Regions from separate parts of the Arachis hypogaea genome. Here region 1 is linked to region 2. Evidence: chromatin contacts called from public Hi-C data. All regions are on one chromosome and are shown on one strand. Each heading gives the region's core, a stretch centred on a gene start, on an enhancer-like site or on the middle of the called end of the contact. The rest is flanking DNA. Distances are from core to core; before and after follow the strand shown.

The links. A called contact is a pair of places that touch in the nucleus more often than the background predicts.
Region 1: a contact with region 2 is called in a Hi-C map of leaf, with 2.2 times the contacts expected there. The contact joins the enhancer-like site here to the promoter of LOC112776184 in region 2. A contact is called at or near these places in 3 of 8 Hi-C or Micro-C datasets (leaf and an unstated tissue).

The regions. Positions count from the first base shown.
Region 1 is chr19:98,027,825-98,031,255 of arahy.Tifrunner.gnm2.J5K5, forward strand. No RefSeq gene overlaps it. Among protein-coding and RNA genes, the nearest start is that of LOC112775138, 4.7 kb to the right of the region's middle. Within about 2 kb of position 1,272, at least 2 of the 3 cell types and tissues checked have open chromatin away from gene starts, as enhancers often do.
Region 2 is chr19:98,439,674-98,443,102 of arahy.Tifrunner.gnm2.J5K5, forward strand. It overlaps LOC112776184 (ubiquitin carboxyl-terminal hydrolase 10), which reads right to left and starts at 1,292. Exons shown (of 14, transcript XM_025820231.3): 1 at 984-1,292; 2 at 707-895. The coding sequence starts at 858. It overlaps LOC112776287 (a long non-coding RNA gene), which reads left to right and starts at 3,106. Exons shown (of 3, transcript XR_003189907.3): 1 at 3,106-3,429.

The DNA.
Region 1 (3,431 bases), core at 22-2,521, 410 kb before region 2:
AAAAGTTGTAGTATTTGTGTTTGGTAAATTAAATTAAAAATAATTTTTAATAAACATAAGTAAAAGTGTGTTTAATAAAATAATTTTTAAAATTTAAAAATATTATATAAATATTAATGTAAGAATTAAATTTGAATATTAATTAATATATGAAGTTATATTAGATATTTTAATTTAGATAAGTATAAGTTAATTTTAAAATGTTTTTTCTTAGGTGTTCTAAAAAATATCTTTAATTTTTAAAAATTGCAAATATAAGTACATGAGTTTTTTATTTATCAAATGCAAAATGAAGTGGATATACAACTTAATTAATTTTTTAAAAAAAAAATAGTTTAAATAATAAATATTTATATTAAAAATAATTTATAAATAAGTTATTTTGTATTTAATTTTTTAGTTCTAAAAGTAATTTTTTTAAAAGAAATATAATAAAAAAAATTTTATTATGAGAGAGGTCATTTTGTTTAACTTATTTATAAGTACTTAAATAGTTTCTTAAAAAATTATATCAGATAATCAGACATTAATGTTACTATTTTTCATAAGTTAAAAGTTCAAAAAAATAACTTCTAAAATTTTTCAAAAGAACCTTAAATCAAACTTGTAATGGATTCATATGGAAACTTTGAAACTTGATACTTTGCTTATTTAATGAACACCCTTCCCCAGTCAACTTTCCTCAATTTCCCAAATGTTAATGAAACTGGAATCTGGGAATTTTTCCAAGGAGAGAATGCCTAGTAGTAGACTAGTAGTGTTAGTGTCAAATTTCACAATTCTCCTGTAATTTAGGAATTTTTTTTTTGGTGACTCCTGTAATTTAGGATCTACTAAAGGTTTGGCTTCAACGGTGGCAGTGAAAATTTCGCAAATTAAATTTATGTGTAATTATTATTATTCGGATTTATTATCATATATTCTAAAGATACATTATAAATGTATAATAAATGTATCAATTTTTTTTAAAATTGATCATTTTAGAGACATATTATTATTATTATTATTATTATTATTATTATTATTATTATTATTATTATTGTTATTGTAAAAGATACTAGAATCGCTTGTTAAACTACCCAATAGAAATAGTATTATCTATCTGCTTATTATATCCATCATATGAAGATTATTTTTATTTTATTTTATTTTATTTTATTTTTAACAGTCGATGGAGTTCTGTCCCAAAGAATAGCCTTTGGGGTTTACGAAATGATCAACATTGTTGTCGTTACTTTAGACTTTCACGCCTTTTGTTTATTTTTTATACACTGTCTTGTTTCCAACTAAGCTGATGGAATATCAATTATTGTGATGATGGTCCCGGATGAAGTCCCGTTGCAAACAGTGAATAATAATAATTCGAGTGAAAAAGCATAGCGTCAAATATGTATCTCCAATATCCAAAGTTGCCATGCCAACCATATGGAGACATATATATAGGCAATATAGCATTCCACCATGGAAGTTTCGGACCAATTCTTCAAATTCCTAATTTGTATTTCTTTCCCTTTAGTGGGAGAAGTTGATCCCTCAAATCAAATTATTTGATGAAGGACATCTCTTTCAATAATTTTACACTTAAAATTGCCTTTTTAGGACATCTTTTCTTTTAGTAATTTTACACTTCAAATTGGTTTTTTTTAGTTAACATGTATCCTACGCAGTACGCATATATTAAAGTTACTAACAAAAAAAATTTATTATAAAAAAAATATTAGAAAATCATTAAAATTGATTATTTTTCGCAATCAATTAGCCATTAATATTTAAACGTGTGGGCTAAAGTATATGTTGTTATTGACTATAATAAAATTCTGCTCTTTTCGTCAATATAATTATTTTATATTTATTAAAATAAAAATTTAAAAAAATTTTACTAATAATAATCTTAATTTGTTCTCTTAAGATACATATTAGTTAAACTTTTTCTTTCATTAATAACTAGCACTTCTATAATAAAAAAATAAAAAAAATTATTCATCGATAGTTCTGTATAATTTAAAATAAAATTGAAATACTTATGTTAAGATCTTATCTTTTCAAAGACATATCTATAAACAACATTGATGATTGAATTTATAGATATCTCATAATAATTCCTTGGCAAAACTTTTAAGTTATTGTTACTCTTAATTTTTGAAAGTTGGTCATCATAAAATGCCATATGGAAAATACAATCCAATATGAGGTATGATTTTGTTCTCAAGACTTATTTATTATGATGACAAAATATATTATTATATGAAATTGTCTTTGTTAAAATTTATGGGATGATTTCATTTATTGGTACTATCTTCATCCTTAGAAAGCAAAATGACTTTTTAAAATTTTTTAACTTGTAGTTTTGTATTATTATAAAAATTCTCATTAGTAATATCACCGGGACATTAAACTTAAGTATTAGTTTGTGTGGAGACAAATTAAAAGAAGTTAAAGTCTTCAATAATTTTGAGCCAAATAGATCTAATTGATATTTTATATTCTTGTCATCTATATAAATTGAATCTGAATTAAGATATAATTTTTTTTCTCTAAAAATAACAGGCATAAAATAAAATGATTGTTGACCTCTTTCACAGTGTCTACTATAATAGTCAATATAGTTCTTACTTTAAAAAAATCTTTTGATGACATATTATCCAAAATATTTGGATAAAAAAATAATGAGCTAACACATAAAATGCCATGTCTAAAAAAGGAATAATGATAGTTTTTAGAATACATAATTCATATTTGTGTTGTCTGTTCTTGATATAAAGTAGTTGTGTCTATAAAAAGTCTGATTTCTTTTGTTAGTTTGAGCACTTGACAAAAGTGTCAAAGATAAACTGAATTTACAATTGAATGTATGTTGTCTTGATTCATGTAGAATTATAAGAAGAATTTGTCTAAAATTTTCACTTCGTACAATCACTTTCTCTCAAAAAGATAAATCTTGATTATATATCGGAGATAACCTCATTCTATATTTTAAGAATTTATCAAATGTTTTCATAATAGTACTTGTTAACCATGGGAGCCTCATTCCATGTTATAAGTTTGGTTCTCTAACAATCTTGCTTGAGGAAGAACTTTGTTTGATGTTACATATGGAATTCTCCGTTGTATTTAACAATTTTTTAAACCTTGAGTATATTGTTCTTCCATTGGAAAAATGCAACTCTACTTGGAGCAACATTCAGTCTTAAGTGAATATCAATCAATATCATGCTCTAACAAAATATTTTTCTAATATTGCTCTATGACCATACTTAGGAATGTTAGCTACCATTCATCCTAAAATATAGTCTTTTAATGTTCTACCATTTCAACACATATTAGAAGATTCTATAAACTATGTATAGCTCATTCTCCAAATGAAATGAAAATCAAAACACAAATGGTTCTATCTATTGGATTTCGTAGCCAAATAGATGTCATGCTACAAA
Region 2 (3,429 bases), core at 42-2,541:
ATGGAAAGTAAAACGATGTGACTGAGAAATGCTAAGTGAACAAGTTATTTTTGTAACCAAGTTCAACCTAGTCTTTCTTCTTCTTATGCCTCTCCTCCTTCTCTTCCTTTTACTTCAACTAAAATTTCTGGTTATCAATCCTCAAGCTATTGGACCAACTTGGTTGAACTTAGTTACCAAAATGACTTGGTCATATAGCATCACCGTATTACCATAGTTCAAAGTCAGTCGATAATGTTCGGTAGCATTGATAAAACCCTCCATACACATAAATTATATGTGCGGAAAAACACCATATGAATGTCAATGGAAAAAAGCAATAAAAAAGAAACAACAACAATAACAACAGCTTTTAGGGTGAGTAAACATAAAAAGGACATGAAAGCAAAAAGCAATACTGTTCGGATTTCCGTTTAGAACTACAAAACCACTAGCTTTATACTACACCATACCCTAGTTCTATAATTTCCCAAACAGGAAACCAAACATGGTCACAACACAAGATCCATTCACCCTCCATGCTAGTGAAGTAACTCAATTAAGTGTAACCAAAATCCCCGAGGCCAAGAGTATAATAAGTGTGTAACAATCCAACCAGTATCAGTCCTTTCCCCCACAAGATAACCCTATTCAAATAGTAACAGGCAGCTAAGCAAAAGATTCAATGAAAATTACCAAAAGAAAGAAAGAAAGATGAGATTAAGACCTATTGGAAATAACGTAGTACAAGTTGCCTTCTCTCAAATTAAGCTCCGATTCCTTGATCAACTCCGACACGATCCGATTCTCCTCCTCCGGAGGGAGCGGGACGCAGCTGCCGCCATTGTCCATCGGAAAAACCGAATCGGCAATCGTCATGGCGGATTTCGTTCAAATCAAGCACCTAAATCAGCACCTGAATCAGCGCCAATAATTTGAAAACACTTAGAAATCCGCACAAAAGAGAAACCAATTGAAGAAAGAGTGAGGAAGCAGTAAGGCACCTGAAATGAAGAGATCGAGGTGGAAGAGAAAGAGAGCGAGAATGGAATAGCGAAAGGGAAACGAAAGGAATCGAATGGGAGAAAAACAGGATATTCGATGAACCCTAGCGCCTAGATTGCAGGGACAGACAGGTAGAGAAGCGGGGAAGGTTAAGTAACGGAACGATCCCCAAAAGTCTATGCGTAAATCTTTACCGTCATTTTTCAACGACCTCTTCCTCCTTCGTCTTGTTTCTCTTTCTCTCTAATATGTGGAGTGCCACTCTCTCTTACTTTCCCCTTGCTTCAAGTTTAATTTTGGAGTAAACTATCAAGTCTCTACAATATGATTTTTTAAGATAAAAAATTAAAAATAATTTATTTCGATTTCTGTTTTTTATTTTGGAAAAGTCTAGGGCAGCACTCCAGCAGTTTTGTTAAATTTTGTCCAGCATGTAATCAGCAGAGAAAGGTGAATCATTAGATAAAATCTCACACCAATCTTACATCATTAAATTATCATTAATGACTATTTGATGGCTACCAATCACAAAAGTTGCTGACCTAATATTGCTCTTTTATTTTTATGACACAATATGATCTTTATGAGTATTTTAACTTTAAACAAAAAATATTAACATGTTAGGTTCAAAAATTGAATAAAAAATTAACTGTCTTTAAATTTAAATTAATTAAAAATTTATTTATCTTTATTTTTTAAATATTATTTTTTTAAATTATTTTTTATTTATTATATTAATATTTTTTAATAAATTATTAAATATATAGTATAATAAGTATAAATCAATTAATAAATTATTTAAATTTAAAAATATTATTTATTACGAAACTAAGTAAATAATTCTCAAATATATTTTTTAAATATATAAATAATAAACATTAAAATCAGTTAATGCATTAATAATATTATTATTAATGTATTAACTGATTTTAATGTTTATTATTTATATTTATATATTTAAAAATTATGTTTGAGAATTATTTACTTAGTTTCATAATAAATAATATTTTAAATTTGAATAATTTATTAATTAATTTGTATTTATTATACCATATATTCAATAATTTATTAAAAAAAGAATATTAATATAATGAATAAAAAAATAATTTAAAAAAATATTGTTTAAAGAATAAGAACAAATATACTTCTAATCAATTTAAATTTTGAGACCATTATTCTTAAACTTGACACATCAATTTTTTTTGTTCATAGTTGACAGAAAAATACCCATAAAATTTATATTGTGTTACAAAAATAGAAGATAAGAATCGAAATTAATCATTTTTATTTTAAGATATCACGTTATTATTCTGAAAAAATCGATAAAGACCAAATTAATAGCTCACTCTTTAATTTTGACTCGGTGTAGAAACTGAGCTATGATAATTTTTCAAAAGTGCTTATAGTAATATATGGTTTGGGTGAGTAGCTGTTCAAGTAAGAAAATAATCCGAAAATTCTGATTTTTAATTTCAAGGTGGAGACCCTCGTGCACCCTCTTAAGGGTGGGTGCTTCAAGTTCCATGATCTATGCCACCACAATTGATAACGGCATTATCCCCTATCATTAAATATAGTCCGTTTGGCATCTAACGTTTGGAGAGGGACAAAGAAAGGGTTGTCATGCTGTATCTTCCCCAAGACTGAAAGACTTTTTGACTTCTAATGGAAGGTATATGCATGGACCATATTATTATTGGTACGCCATAAAATTACAATGAAACGATGTTTTCTTTTAGAGATAACTACCAATTTAGTATCTAAAAGATTTAATCACTAAAAAAAAAATTAAAAATATTATTAACAAAAAAATCCTTAAAAAATAATTAATTTTAATAAAAATGACCAACTATCAATTAAATTAATTAACGTAAACATTAAAAATTATTCATACTTTTAATTTTTATAATATCATAAACACTTTCATTTTAGTTTATTAAAATTCCTAATAATCATTTTCTTTTTGGGATAAGTACTTTCTTCATTCTCAAGATTTGGAGTCAAAATCAAAATCAACTTTTTTTTTTTATTAAAATCATCCTTAACGTTACAAAACATTATAAATTTTTTTTACCAAATTATTCTTATTAAATAATAAAAATAATTAAAAAATTATAAAATAAAATAAAAAAGAAAAAAAAAAAAGAAAGAAAACAAAGAGGAAGGGGAAGGGGGAATCGGGTGGGGGCAGGCAAAATGAAAGGGGAAGGGGAAGGGGGGAGGTCGTGCACCCGCCGCCGCTCCTGCGTCCAACCCGCAGCCACCGGCCGTCGCAAGCTTGCATGGAGGCACCGCCGCTGCCGTCCAGCTCCCGACCCTCCACTGTTAACTGTTCGAGTTTTCCCTGCCTCTTCCCAAAGCCGCCATTTGCCCCTGCCTTAGCCCACCGCCGCAACCCTTTCTCTTTTCTTCTTCCTCTACTCTTTTGTCTTCTCCTCTGTCCAC